3 separate regions of the Mus musculus genome follow, and all the other regions are linked to region 1. A link is a contact called in public Hi-C and HiChIP or PLAC-seq data. All regions are on one chromosome and are shown on one strand. Each heading gives the region's core, a stretch centred on a gene start, on an enhancer-like site or on the middle of the called end of the contact. The rest is flanking DNA. Distances are from core to core; before and after follow the strand shown.

The links. A called contact is a pair of places that touch in the nucleus more often than the background predicts. HiChIP or PLAC-seq counts read pairs in DNA pulled down with a chosen protein or histone mark.
Region 2: a Hi-C map of embryonic fibroblasts shows a contact between it and region 1, with 2.0 times the contacts expected there. The contact joins the enhancer-like site here to the promoter of Sos2 in region 1. A contact is called at or near these places in 19 of 39 promoter capture datasets (the C10 cell line, the HPC-7 cell line, the SN4741 cell line and 12 more), 2 of 15 datasets of contacts at CTCF or cohesin (large pre-B cells and pro-B cells), 120 of 484 Hi-C or Micro-C datasets (the 3T3-L1 cell line, the 63-12 cell line, the AML12 cell line and 65 more), 47 of 115 datasets of contacts at active chromatin or transcription factors (the 230-238 cell line, CD8 T cells, DN3 thymocytes and 33 more) and 5 of 9 other capture datasets (adipose tissue, embryonic stem cells, liver and 2 more).
Region 3: an H3K4me3 HiChIP or PLAC-seq map of bone marrow-derived macrophages shows a contact between it and region 1, with 4 times the contacts expected there. The contact joins the enhancer-like site here to the promoter of Sos2 in region 1. A contact is called at or near these places in 3 of 39 promoter capture datasets (the HPC-7 cell line, liver and macrophages), 1 of 484 Hi-C or Micro-C datasets (bone marrow-derived macrophages), 7 of 115 datasets of contacts at active chromatin or transcription factors (CD8 T cells, bone marrow-derived macrophages, effector CD8 T cells and 3 more) and 3 of 9 other capture datasets (adipose tissue, embryonic stem cells and macrophages).

The regions. Positions count from the first base shown.
Region 1 is chr12:69,679,648-69,684,317 of GRCm38.p6, forward strand. Sos2 (SOS Ras/Rho guanine nucleotide exchange factor 2) reads right to left here and starts at 2,205. Exons shown (of 23, transcript NM_001135559.1): 1 at 1,868-2,205. The coding sequence starts at 1,954.
Region 2 is chr12:69,340,838-69,345,507 of GRCm38.p6, forward strand. Nemf (nuclear export mediator factor) reads right to left here. Exons shown (of 33, transcript NM_025441.3): 9 at 4,072-4,142; 10 at 3,843-3,918; 11 at 3,292-3,354; 12 at 736-813; 13 at 436-644; 14 at 54-239. Among named protein-coding and RNA genes, the nearest start is that of Nemf, 14 kb to the right of the region's middle. Within about 2 kb of position 2,629, at least 16 of the 459 cell types and tissues checked have an H3K27ac peak or open chromatin away from gene starts, as enhancers often do. A contact at or near this core is called in the C2C12 cell line, the NIH/3T3 cell line, a colorectal cancer cell line and 2 more, where this site is marked.
Region 3 is chr12:69,399,250-69,403,919 of GRCm38.p6, forward strand. No RefSeq gene overlaps it. Among named protein-coding and RNA genes, the nearest start is that of Arf6, 29 kb to the left of the region's middle. Within about 2 kb of position 1,937, at least 32 of the 459 cell types and tissues checked have an H3K27ac peak or open chromatin away from gene starts, as enhancers often do. A contact at or near this core is called in the HPC-7 cell line and bone marrow-derived macrophages, where this site is marked.

The DNA.
Region 1 (4,670 bases), core at 955-3,454:
TAATGCTAAGTTAATAAATTAATTTTAGCTGCTTTTAACATTCACCACAGAAGATGACATTCCTCTGGATGTGTTTTTTTAATATGCAAAACACTCCATTACTATGAAGTAATATATTATCTACAAACACAACACACAAATGCACAGTTCCAGGACCAAAGCAAGAGATAGGGAATGGATATTAGTTCTGGTTTTATTTCTGATCTACTCTGAAAAATTAAATTTGTATTTATGCACCAAGGATTATGTAGAGTCTAAGCCACCTTTTGCTATCAAAATTACGAATGTGTATATACTTGCATCACATGCCAACAAGGGTCAAGCCGATACACCCATTGCCATTCTGGGAGGTAGAAGGGTTAATTACTATCCACGTATTTCCCCTTTGCGTTTGATTCAAAACAGAATTATCACTATTCAATGTGCTTTCCATTTCCACAGAGTTCTTTTTAAAGACATGATTTGGTGTGTGCCCCCAAGGAAACCAGTAATCACCTCCTTATGAGAATTATGACAATGGAAAATTTGAAATTCTGAAGAATACAAGGAAATGTTTTTACCATTAAAGTGGACTTGTCTTTCCACTCCTAGACATGTATGATGAATTCTTTTTCAAGTGCAGTTGTTGTTGTTAGTGTGAGTCTGTCTGTCTGTCCGTCTGTCTGTCTGTGAGTGTGTACGAGTGTGTGTAGGGAGTCAGTTCTCTCCTTCCCCCCTGGGTTCTGCACATGAACTCAGGAACCCAAAAGGTACTTTTACTCCTTACATCTTACATTCTCCCTCAATTGTGGTATTTTACCTAGTGGAGGTTTCTTATTAAAGTGTGTGTGTGTGATATATGTGTTAGTGGCATGTGTGTGTGTGTGTGTGTGTGTGTGTGTGTGTGTGTGTGTGTGTGGTGAGGGCCTGCATGAAGGCCAGGACAGCTTTGTGGAGTCAGTTCTCCCCTATCACCTTTACGTGGATTCCAGGAATGAAATTCAAGCCATCAAGCTTGTGTTGTTGGACCGCAAATCACCTTCCCTAACGAGTCTCTTGCTGGCCCAGAGCAACAAAGAGAATGGCATAATTACCTAACTTCATATAAGACTAGCACCAACCAATCGGAGACACGCACCCTAGCAATGTATCTAATCTCCAAAGATTGATTAGCAACGAGCCACCTCCCCCCCCCCGCCCGCCCCCGCAACTGTCCCTTAAAAGTGGTTATTGCAAGTCCTCGTCGCTGTGAAGAAACTGACCACATTTTGTGAGGCAATCTTTGTATTCAGGTAAGACTTCTGCAGGAAGTGGGGAGGCGCTTTAGATTCACCCCAAGAGCTGGAGAACGAATACTATGACTCACTGACACTTCACACATGGGAAACACACATCCATATTAGCGAAAACAGCACAGCCTCAACAGGCGAATGGGCGAGCGTAGCAAGCAAGCCGCCCGAGGCGAGCACCCCCAGCCCCAAGAACTTAATTCAAAGTAGCCTCTCGGTCCAAAATTGCGCATTTGTTTTAGAAACGAAAAAAACCAGTGGGACTCTGTGTTGCCAGAATCCAGCCTGAGGACAACGCATTGGTCAACGGCGGAAGTTGCCTGACGAAATGACTGTAAGATGAAATCCAGTTTTATGATCATAACAAAACCTTCCTTCCGGGACCAGGCCAAAAAAGAAAGTTGAGAAAACGTCCTTCGGGATGCAACAGGCAATTAGGAGCGCCCGCAGCCCGGCCAGAGAAGGCTCGGCCGCGGCACGCGGGGCGGGCGCGAGCCGTGCTCCCCGCTCCTCGCTCTCCCCGTTACAAGTTGTGCGAGCTCCGGGCCCGGCCCCCCAGCCCGTCGCCCCGCGGCACCTCCCTCGGCCCCAGCACTGACCTTCCGCAGGGCCGGGACCAATAGTCCCCGCCATTTCGGGCTGTTTTCTTCGCTGAAGAACTCGTAGGGCTGCGGCGCCTGCTGCATGGCCCCGGCCGCAGCGCCTCCGCATCGGAGGCCGGGCCGGTGGCCTGACAGGCAGGGCGCCGGCCGCCTCGCCTCGCCTCGCCCCGGCCGCCGCCTCCCGCCCGGGCCGCAGCTCCGGCCGAGCGCTCGGGGGCGGCGCCGGCGGGCGGGCGTTCGCCGAGGCTTGGCGGCCCCGCAGCCCCGAGGAAGCGCGGCGGCCCGAGGCGTCCTGCTGTCCCCGCGGCGCCGGCCCGCTGGCCCGAGGCTCCTCCTCCTTTGTCTGGGTGCGCAGCGCGGGGCACCGCCGGCCTCGCCCCCGCCCCGACTCCCGCTACGGCCGCGGCGGGCAGACAGCGGCGGCCCGCAGCGTCCTCATCGCCTCCCCCGCCCTCCGCGCAGCCGCCGCTACCGCCGCCGCCGCCGCCGCCGCCACCGCCGGGTCCGCCCGAGTCACCTCCAGAGGGCCCTCGGGGCCGAGCGGGCGCGCGTGTCCGGCGTGCACGGCACTGGCCGCCGCCGCCGCCGCCGCCCCTCCAGCCCCGCCGGCCGCCGCCGAGCGCCCGGTGCCTGCAGCGGCGGCTCGGCTCGGCTCGGCCCCGCGCTCGCTCTCCCGAGTCTCTGGAGAAGACCAGCACGGAGCATGCGCGCCGCCGAGCGGGCCGAGGCGTCTGGTGCGGGGCCCCGGGGCCGGGAGGGTAATCGGTCTCTCCTGGGAACGTGCACGGGGCGGGGTGGCTCTTCCAGACGAACTCGGCAGCGTTCCGAGTCCTGGCAGACAATCCTGATTCGGTACAGCCCTAGGGGACCCCCGAGCCCGTGACTGCAGCTCTGGGAGGCAGAACACAGATGTGGGGAGAAAAGGACATTTGGGCTGATAGGATATTTATTTAACGTGTGCTCTGTGTGGCTCCTTTGTATATTTAGGTGATAGTGGCTATTCATAAAGTCACATTGTAGGGTCATGGGAAGCTCTTAGCGCACGTTGAAGGGCCAGATGACTTCAGTTCGAGGTCTTTCACCTAGAGTCCCTATGGATCAAAAAAAAAAAAAAAAAAAAAGTATCCAAAAACTTTCAGATATTGTTCTTAGGTTAATCATGTTCAAATCCTTTCCACTTAAGGTTCTACAGAACCTGGATCCTGCGATACAGTCACACTAATTAGCATTAAAAAAAAAAAACCTAAAAATCCTCTGTCCCTATGCTTTTTTAAGTTGAAGGGGCATGTACTTTGGAAACTTTTTCACTAACCCAAATTTCATCCCACTAAAATCGCTGAACAGATTGCTCCCAACGGGCTGTAAACAGTCATGCTGCCAGCCACCGAAGTGAGGAAGGGAACAGAAGAACAGACTGGAAAAGATAACTTGTGTAGTAATTTCAGCTCCAGAATCAGTGGGTGAACATTGTTCTCCCCCAAACACAACACCATTTTGACTTCATAAAGTAAAAATGGCAACTAAATACTTAAAGAGATCGGAGGTTTCCGTTTTGTTTTGTTTTTGGTTTCTTTTTTAATCTAAGTATCCACAGTGTTTAAAAAAAAAAAAGTCCTCTGGGGCTGTCGAGGAAAAGGTACCTGCTTCGCTTCCCAAGGCTGACAACCTGCGTTCCACCCCTGGAACCCACGTGAAGGAAAGAACCGGCTTCGCAAGGTTGTTCCCTGACCTGTCTACATCTGAAATGTGGCATATGTGTGTCCTCGCACACGCGTGTGCCTACATAATAACACTAAAGTTGTTTCTAATAAAAGTTCTAAAGTTGTCTTCTAATAAATGGCCATGTTCATAGTCCCATGTACTAAATACACTCTGGTTTATAGAGAAAGCTTATTTTTCCTAAAGTTCCTAGACCCTAGCTATAAAACACGAAGCTGTCAAATTATCAGACTGCAATTGTATTTTCTCATAGGAAAGTCATTGGTGGGAAGTTTTATTCTTGGCAAAGGCTATTGGAAGGCTCCCCTGAGCTTAATCTGGCCTGAAGATGTATTTGTTTCGCCAAGTATTAAGAATTTTTAATTGGTATTACCATTTTAAAGTCGATAGCTTTTTTTTTTTCTTGTCTATTTCCAGCTTCTCTTGACAAAGATCTGGCAACAACGTGGCCTACTGCATCTATGCAAAGAAACGAGCAGGCAGTGCAGAGGCCGTCCTCTTTATAGAAGTGTGCCACCCATTTCCAGTTGGCTGTCCTCCCGATCTGGCACCGTTCCCCTTTTACGTAACCTGCCTAGCCTCTACAGGCATCGGCCCTGTGATCTCTGGGCTAGGCAAACAGAAACGGATCCACATGGTGCAAAGGGTCCAAGAATGACACCAGAGAGTTTTCCCAGCCAGACAAGTGACCATCTAAAGACAAACAGAAACTGTTGAATCCATATCTCATACTCAGGCAGAAATGCCAATAGGTCAAAGGTTTACATGTATAAAAAAGGGATTCCAAATGACCTCAGAATAAAAAAAAAAAAATAAGATGACTTTTATATATATCACAAAAATCTAGACTGACATAGATTTTTTTAATGCCTGGGGGGAAAACCCACAAGTCAAGCTAAAAGGCAATGACAAGCTAGAAACACACACACACAACTACAGCAATTCATTTTTTGAGCTAACTTCCCTGCAAATTAGTAGAATTAAACCTCAAAGGGGGGGGGGGGAATGAGAGGAAAAAGACTGAAAAAGCTATCTCACACACACACACATAAAGAGAATGGGTATCTCTTAAAAATAAACA
Region 2 (4,670 bases), core at 1,379-3,878, 340 kb before region 1:
TAATACATGCAGACAAAAATATTCATAAATAGACTCACTGGGTAAATGCTTACTTTTTGGCATTGGCATAGGCTGACAGGCTGAGATCCACATCTACAAGCAGCGGCTTGTTCTTCTGCGGCTTCTGCAGCTGCTTGTTCTTTTGCTTTTTTTTTTTCCCTTTTGGTGCTTCAGCATCACTGTTCTCAATGCTGGCATCACCATCACCATCTTCCTCCTCTGATAACAAGTATGGATTTCTATTAAAAATATTCAATAGTATTTCACTAATGTCGATGATATCACTTTTCATTTCAAAATTTCCTCATAAAATTAGAAATGATTTCATTGTGTTTTCTATTTCTGAGAATTCCCAAAGAAAAAATTAAGAAGAACACAATGAACAGTTAGTTAACAAGATAAACACAAGCACTAACTGGCAAGCCCCACACTTACCGTAGCAGCATCGTAACGTGGTTGGTTTGCAGTTTTAGCTCTTTGATTGCACATGCAACCGGGTCTCCTTGAGCTTGAGCTTCTTTCACAATCACTCCGATTTCTGTCCAGTCTATCTGGTTGGCCAACGCACTTCGGACTACCTGAATGGCTCTGTCCACTATCTGCAGGTTCATCTCTATGAGCTCCCCTTTCAGTTTATCAATTTCCTTAAGAAACAAAACAAAAAAATGAACGCAGTGTAATGCCAGCTGAGATTGTCATATTCTGGAAAGCATTGTAAAAGCTAAACATTAATACCTGAGCCTGCTGAAGAGCTTCTAATCTGTTTTCATGATCCTTTCGGACATTATCTAATTTCTTCAGTGCTTGTTTTTCCTTAGGGTACAAAACAGATTTTTCAAAAGTTAGATTTCTTTCAATGCACAGCACGTCCACACCTCAATTCCTAAAGCTTACTGTGTTAGTGGTTCTACTCTGTCAATGTTGTCACATAGGCAACTTAAAAAGTTTCCCCAAAGTTCGCTCCCTCAAGTCTTACCCTCTTAGAAATGTCATGCTGATATATTACCTCTGCCTACCTTCCATTCTCTATATAGAATGTGTGCTTTAGTTACAAGTAAATTATATATAAGTATGACCCCAATTCACTTGGCATTATTCAAACAGGCAGAATTCAAGATTTCCTATGACATACTAGATATATTTTTCTTTTTAAAGTGGTATTAGGGATCAAATCCAGGGCCTCATGCACACAAAGAAAGCATTCTACCCGAGGTATATCAGTAGCCACAAATAAAAAATTTTAATTTGCCGGGCATGGCGGCGCACTCGGGAGGCAGAGGCAGGTGGATTTCTGAGTTCGAGGCCAGCCTGGTCTACAAAGTGAGTTCCAGGGCATCCAGGGCTATACAGAGAAACCCTGTCTCGAAAAACCAAAACCAAAACAAAACAAAAAAAATTTTAATTTGATTCCATGTGTGTGAATGTGTAATGGACTGAAGATGCCCATGGAGGCCAGAGAGGACACTGGATCCCTTGGAGGCGATTCTGACCAGCTCATTGCTGGTACAAAAAACTAAACTTTGATTCTCTGCAAAAGCAGTATGTGCTCTTAACACCTTAGCTCTCTCCACACTGCCATACATTCTTTTGTAAAATAAGTATTTAGAAATTTTACTCTTGGGCTGGAGAGTTGGCTCAGTGGTTAAGAGCACTTGTTCTTGCAAAGGTTCCGGGTTCAACTCCCAGCACCCACATGGAGGTGCACCACTTCCTTAGATACATAGACATACATGCAGGCAAAAGCACTAATACACACAAAATAAAATAAATCTGGTATTTTATTCTCATTCATGTGTGCATGTGTGTGGATTTCTGTATGTGAGTGCAATGCCTGCAAAGTCCAGAGGGAGTTAAAATTCCCTAAAACTGGAGTCACAGGCAGTTGCGAGCCTCCAAGTGTGGGTGCCATGAACCAAACTGGGGTCCTCTGGAAGAGCACTATGCATTCTTACCCACTGAGCTATCTCTCTAGCATCCCAATAAATTCTTTATAAGTACAAACAAGGGGCTGGAAAGATGACTCCGTGATTAAGAGCACCCGCTGTTCTTACAGAGGACCCAGTGACTCAGTCATCTTTAACTTCAGTTCCAGGGAATCTGACATCCTCTTCTGACCCCATGGGCGCCAGGCACACATACAGTATACATACATACATACAGGCAAAATACATAAATACAGCTAAAAACAATGTTTTTGAAAGCACAGATAGTTGTTTTATTGACATTCTGTTCTCTCAGCATGATATTCCACAGTTCTTTCACTCACACAATCTTTGTCTAGGGTTGAAGGCCCCTGATTAGTATTTTTTAAAAATCCAATCTCTTCCAAAAGTGACTTTGATCAGTTTATAAAACGGATCTACAGCACATGCTCTAAAAACATGGTCAAATGTGCTCCAAAAATAGTGAATGTGAAATCCTCATTGGGGGATCATGAAACAGATTAGACAAGGACCAATTTTTAAAGCAGCATAACAAAAACAATATAAAGTTTATAATAACGAAACTGGCTCATGTGACTACCTTATTTCTCAAAGCTCACAATGGCCAAATTTGAGGAGCTCTGGGATGCTTTAATACACTGAGTCATGCTAGGGTGTAACACTGACTAATGTGCCCACTAGAGTTCATTGCCTTTAAAGGATCTGAAGTTAGACGAATAGGGCTGAGAGTGGGGATGGAATGAGGGCATACTTTTCAATGTGACTCCCGAGCTTTTATCATAAACTAAGAGAAGGGCTAGTTGTGGTAGCATGCCTTTAATTCCAGATCTCCAAGTTTGAGGCTAACTTGGCCTAAATATTTAGTGTCAGACTAGCCAAAACTGCAGTGAGTCCTTGTCTCAAAAACAAAATGGAGAGATGCTAGTGGTTAAAAGTATTTACTGTTCTTTCAGGGGACTAGAGTCCAGTTCTCAGCATCCACATGATGGTTCACAACACTCTGTAACTCCAGTTCCAGAAGATCTGATCTGAAAGCTTGCACACAACATCCCATACTTCTGGAAGGCAACTGAATCTTTTTTTTTTTTTTAAAAAAAGATTTATTTATTATATGTAAGTACATTCTAGTTGTCTTCAGACTCTCAGAAGAGGGCGTTACAGATGGTTGTGGGCCACCATGTGGTTGCTGGAATTTGAACTCAGGACCTTCGGAAGAGCAGTTGGGGCTCTTAACTACGGAGCCATCTCTCCAGCCCCAAGGCAACTGATTCTTAAATAAAAACAATATCTACCTTCCAAACCACTCTGACTAGCTAGTTTAATATAAAAGTTTTAAGTGATACTATACCTGTTGTAAAGCTTTTAAGTCAATTTTCTGCCCTTCTATCTTGGAATAAAATTCATCCACGGCCTTATTTTAAAAAAGAGAGAGAGAGAGACAAACAATTGGCTGTAAGGAAAAAAACAGTCTGGTCTCTACTTTCCTTGCGCACACAGCGTTAGTCTGTTTTCTACCACAGTGCCCTTACTACCTGACCACCTTTCCAGTGACCTATTCTACAACTAACAATCTCAAGAATAAAACTAAGATGGAGTATTGGTCTTATCTTTTAATAAAAATGGCAGTAATTGTTTCTAATAGTTGTACCTATGAGTATGTTGACTTTTAATCAATCCCCAAATTCACAGTGACTGCAAGGCAAGAATATTTTCTGAGTTTCTTTCCTTTCTTCCTTTTCTTTCCTTTGCAGTGTTAAGGATTAAATCCAGGACTTTATGTATACACTCACACTGGGCTACATCCCCAACCCCAAGACAGCATAAACAATTCTTACAACTTATGTCATGCTAACTAGTAAAAACAAACAAACAAACAAAAAATAAAACTAGAAAACTCACCTTGTCAAATGATTCAAATTCTATATATGGACATTGTAAATGCTGAGAAAACAAGAAAGGATGAAACTCCTCATACCTGTAAAGCATTCAAAATATCACAATTAAGAATATTAATCATCCTATAGAGAAACCCTGTCTCAAAAAAACCAACCAACCAACCAACCAACAAACAAACAAATAGAATATTAGTTTTCCTATGAAGCAAACTGGCTCGTGGCCCCACACTTACGTGAGTATGTCTTCAGCTGGTTTATCTGCATCCAGGCTTGGTTTTGCCTCTCTTTTCTGAATTATATAGCCCTAAAAAACAAAAACACTAGGATTACACTCAACTATATTCACAATTAACAAAAGGCTGACTATCTGAATGATATTTTTTCTAGCTAAACTTTTTTTTTTTTTTTTTTGGTTTTCGAGACAGGTTTTCTCTGTGTAGCCCTGGCTGTCCTAGAACTCACTCTGTAGACCAGGCTGGCCTTGAACTCAGAAATCCACCTGCGTCTGCATCCCGAGTGCTGGGATTAAAGGCGTGCGCCACCACGCCCAGCTTCTAGCTAAACATTTGGAATACAGAAGACTAATATTAAAGTACGAGGTAATGTTATGATTGTTTAGCTATGAGGCAATTATAACCCACACATTTTGTTTTCAAGTAATACCAAATTAAAGAATGCTTCTCTAAAATCAATTCAAGACAGACTGTTCTCCTCAGGTCAGTACAGTCTTGCCTATAAATCCAGTACTAGGGAGGCTGCTGTGGAAAATATTGAGTCCTGAGGCCATCCTGGGCTCCACAGCAAGACCTTGAGTCAAAGAAAAACCAAGTGG
Region 3 (4,670 bases), core at 687-3,186, 280 kb before region 1:
GAGGGGGTGGGTGGCTATGGGGGACTTTTGGTATAGCATTGCAAATGTAAATGAGTGAAATACCTAATAAAAAATGGAAAAAAAAAAAAACACCCTGTGGTCTGTGTATCCATCAATAGAGAACGGATAAATACCCTGTGGACTGTGTATCTATTAATGGAGGATGGATAAATACCCCATGGTCTGTTTTTTTTTGTTGTTGTTTTGTTTTTGTTTTTTTTACAGCAGACCACATAATTAATAACAAAAGAAGTCTTACACAAGAGTACATATGCCATGTTTACATTTATATGTAATCCCGGAATAGGGAAAACTAATTTATGGTGAATTATCAGGGGGTAAGAGCATGTACTGAATGCATGAAAGTGTGGATTAACTAGGAATGTGCAGAGGAACTTTTGGAAGGAGTGATAATGTTCCATATTTTGACAGGGGCTTGCCTTACATGGGTGCATTTGTTTAAACCCAGCCAACACATGCTTAAATTATGTTTATCATGGTATGTGAAATTCATATAAGGATATAAGCGAATATTACATTCTTGTTCATACACTGCTTGCATAGTAATGAGGAACGAGGAATGGTTAGTGTTATAGGACAACCATAAGGAAAAGATAATGGTTGGATGCAGGCAGGAGCCACAGAGGCATCCACTATAAACATGTTCCCCCAGCCCCCAAGAATAAAATCTGGAGTCTCACACAAGCTGCACAAACACTTCACAACAGAGCTACACCCCAGTGATACACTTCCTCCAGCAAGGCCTCATCTCTTTTCCAAACAGCCACCAACTAGAGACTAAATATTCAAATTCAAAATATTCAAAATACGTAGGGGATGCCTCATTCAAAGCATCACAGATGCTGAGACTAGCTCCTGGATGGTTCTTAACATTGAAGATTTTAGGGAAGGGTGGTTTAACACTGGTATGTTTTGATATATTTTGCCTTGGTAGCATGTCCATTATGGGACAAGACACCGGGTTTATACATGATCTCAGGTGAGACCACGTCTTAGCAATCTCTCAGAAAGATGGAGACTAGTTACAGTTATGCCACAGAACACCAGAATCTGTATTTACACTGCCCATCTTGCCATCATATCTACCCACTTTTTATTTAACTGGTTTGAGATTCACCAGACACTAGAGCAAGAGTACGGAGAAATACCTTCACCCTCCCAGAAATGCCGTGCTCCACCAGGCCCATGCTAGCTATTTCTGTAGCCAAGGCTTTGTGTTGATTTGATACACAAACCTGCTCATACCAAGACTGGCAAGCAGGTGCCTCCGACAGTGAGATTGCTGAGGTGCCTATAGCCTCGGCCTGGAAGGAAGTGGAGGTGGGGCAGGGGGAACTGATGATGTGGTAAGGCAGACCCCTCCCTCAAGCTTAAGCTACCTTAGGGCTACTTCCAAGAAGAAAAGGCACTACAAAAATCACATATTGCAAAGTAAGGCAGATTAGGTAAAGTGAAGCAAGCAGCAAAGGCCCTGGCTGAGACCTGATGCATAGGAAAGCAACGGGGATGATGCTTTGTTTGATCTGAAGTAAGAAATAAAAGCAACTAATATATGTGTATTTATTTATTTACAAATAAACATTTGCGCTGCTCATTACTAGCCCATGCTGAGGTCCTCTCTCTGCCTCTCAGTGCCCTTCCTCCTTTCTTGCCTCCCTCCCATCTCTTCCTTCCCTTTCTCCCGTCCTCTCTCTGTTCTATTACCCTTTTTTTATAAGCTGGGCACTGATCCAGGAATTGGGAAAGTGGTGGTTGCCAGAGTTTACAGTCTAAATGGATGGTAAGATGAAGTCAATGAATTTGGGAGAGTGATGTACTTCCATGGTCTGTCAGAGGAGGGGACACACACACTGAGCCCAGAACATGGGTCAATTAGGCTTGGAGAGAGCTGACAGGAAATGTTTAATGAGGTCATGAGGCTTGTAAACACTTTGAGGTAGTGCAGAGATAGCACGTCCTCTTTTTTCAGGATTCTACATGCAGGGTGGGGGAAGAGATCATTTTCATCATATTAAGGAAGCATCAATCTATCAATGTTTTAGTGAGAGATTTTATTCAAGAAGTGATCCTGGGGCCAGTGAGATGCCTCAGCAGGAAGAGATTTTCACGGCCAACTCTGACGACCTAAGTTCCATCTCAGAGGTCTCCATGGTGGAAGGAGAAAGCTGATTCCTGAAAACTGTCCTCTGATTTCCACACATGTGCTGCGGTACTTGCATGCACAGACACACACAAAAATTGTAACAATGTAATTGACAAGTGATCCTGAGAATCCTGTAGAAGACTTTCCTCTATAGACCTAGTAATATAGTGAACTGTGTGAGTAATTCTTTCTTTCTCTCTCTCTTTCTTTCTTTCTTTCTTTCTTTCTTTCTTTCTTTCTTTCTTTCTTTCTTTCTTTCTTTCTTTCTTTCTTCCTTCCTTCCTTCCTTCCTTCCTTCCTTCCTTCCTTCCTTCCTTTCTTTCTTTCTTTCTTTCTTTCTTTCTTTCTTTCTTTCTTTTTTAAAATACTGATGTTTTGGGAGCTGGAGAGATGGCTCAGCAGTTAAGATCACTGACTGCTATTCCGGAGGTCCTGAGTTCAAATCTCAGCAATCACTTGGTGGCTCACAACCATCTGTAATGAGATCAGATGCCCTCTTCTGGTGTGTCTGAAAACAGTGACAGTGTGCTCATATACAGAATACATATAAAGTATACATACAAAATACAAATAAAATAAATAAATATTTTTTTAAAAATACTGATGTTTTATTTGAGGCTTTTAAAGCCAAGGCATAGGAATGAGAAAATGTAAGATGAGCTTGGGAGGATGAGAATGAGTTCCAGGCCACACATTTCCACGATGCGCACTGCTTCATAACCAGTCTGGAAGAGGCAGGCATCTCCCAGGGAGGTCTCCCCTCAGGCCACGCTGTGGGGAAGAAACAGCGTCAGGCAACAGTTAATGGAAGGGAGAGAAAGCAGGATGTCTCCCGACTTCCACTGCTCACTAGTCAGTATTTACTCCACGATGTTTAGCTCCCTCAAGCTTGGTTGCTGTGGCTTTGTGGAATGCCAGATGCCACGTCTGTGGTGTGACATTCCATCCAAGCTTAGCAGGAGGAGACAGTCATGTGGATGCTCCGGGATGGAGAGAATCTAGTGAGGTCCACGTGACAGAAAAAACAAAAAACAAAACAAAACAAAAAAACAAAACAAAACAAAACAAAAAAAAAGCCAGTACTAACTGAAGTTGTTTTCTTATTTTCCGGAAGGTGAAATTACAATTCACGATCAAGGTCGCTTGTTAGTGAGTGGTGATTTCAGGATTTGAATACAGTCTAGCTCTGGAAACTGGAAGACACAAGTAGAGAACCTGGGTTCTATGGTGCAGGGAAACCAGAGTCATTGAAGGGTTTCTAGCCAGGGAGTGACATAGTGTAAGACCCCCCGACCCTTGGTCAGTGGTACTTCGAGGTGCCCCCAAGTGAGACACGGAGACACCGATTGATGCAAAAGCAAGAGGCTTATTTTCCGGGCACGTGGGCGTCAACCCTCAATCAGTCCCTTGAGACGAGTGATGAGAAGGTGACCCCGAATGGCTATAACAAGCAGTTTTTATACTTTTTAGGGGCACAGGTTACAGCAGCAAGGATACATTCAAACTTACTGGCTAAGCATATTGACCTTTAAATCTATTGGCTAGCAAGCATGGCATGCATTTGAACTCTACCTGGGACTTTCCAGAGGGTCAGGTGACCATCAGTCAGTACGTACGAGAAATTTTTACTCAAGAATGTTCCTGTGGGTGGAGAATGGAACTTGGCCTAGCCTTGATCCCAGGCGAAAGGGGGAAGCTGTAAGAAGGGCCTGGGACGGGAAAAAGCCCCCAGGGTCCCTGGATGGGATGATAGAGTTTTAAAAGTCCTTGAGCTCCATAGTCCAGTTTCTGCTAATTAGCAGACATTGGTGATCCCTGAGAGAGGGGACTAGAACTGTTTTTTAGGGTCAGGAATCTTCGTGGCTTTATCATCACTTCCTATTTTCCTGTCCCTATTTAAACCTTTACTTATTCTACTGATGCCCTGGTCACAGGGAGCAGGGTTGGAGAATCCAATGGGGGGGAAGAAGCCCTGAAATGGGAGCGGCCAAGAGCAAGAAGACCACCTGCCTTTTCACTGTTGGCCCGAAGGTGTGGGGACCCTAGCATCTGCTGAGGAGTCCTTTGGTGTCATCTGAAATGGATCTCATGGATTAGTGGCCACACTCTGTCTGTGTGGTTGATACTTCACCTCAGTCCTCTACGTCCCCCAAGCCTGTTGGGACAGGGAACAGACACTGCCCAGCCTTCTGTGTTGCCCTTGTGGGACTTCTCTTCTCAGTTTGAGTGTCTGTCTTGTTGACCCAGGGGAGGAGCCCTTAGTGTAAGCTTCTCTAGAGTTGTTTTATGGGCAGAAGGCCTGAAAACTGGACGTCCTCTCCTCCGTGCCTTTCTTGGAGCCCTGGAACTCATTGTGCACTGCATAGCAGCTACGGGTTGCTCACATATGAAAAGGCCTTCCTGGCAATCTGGCTGGATCACAAGTGAGCGTTGGGATGCTAAAGTTAGCCATGCCCGAGGCCCAGCCTGCGGCATCCCAAGGTCATAGTGATTTCTGGGGTGCAAC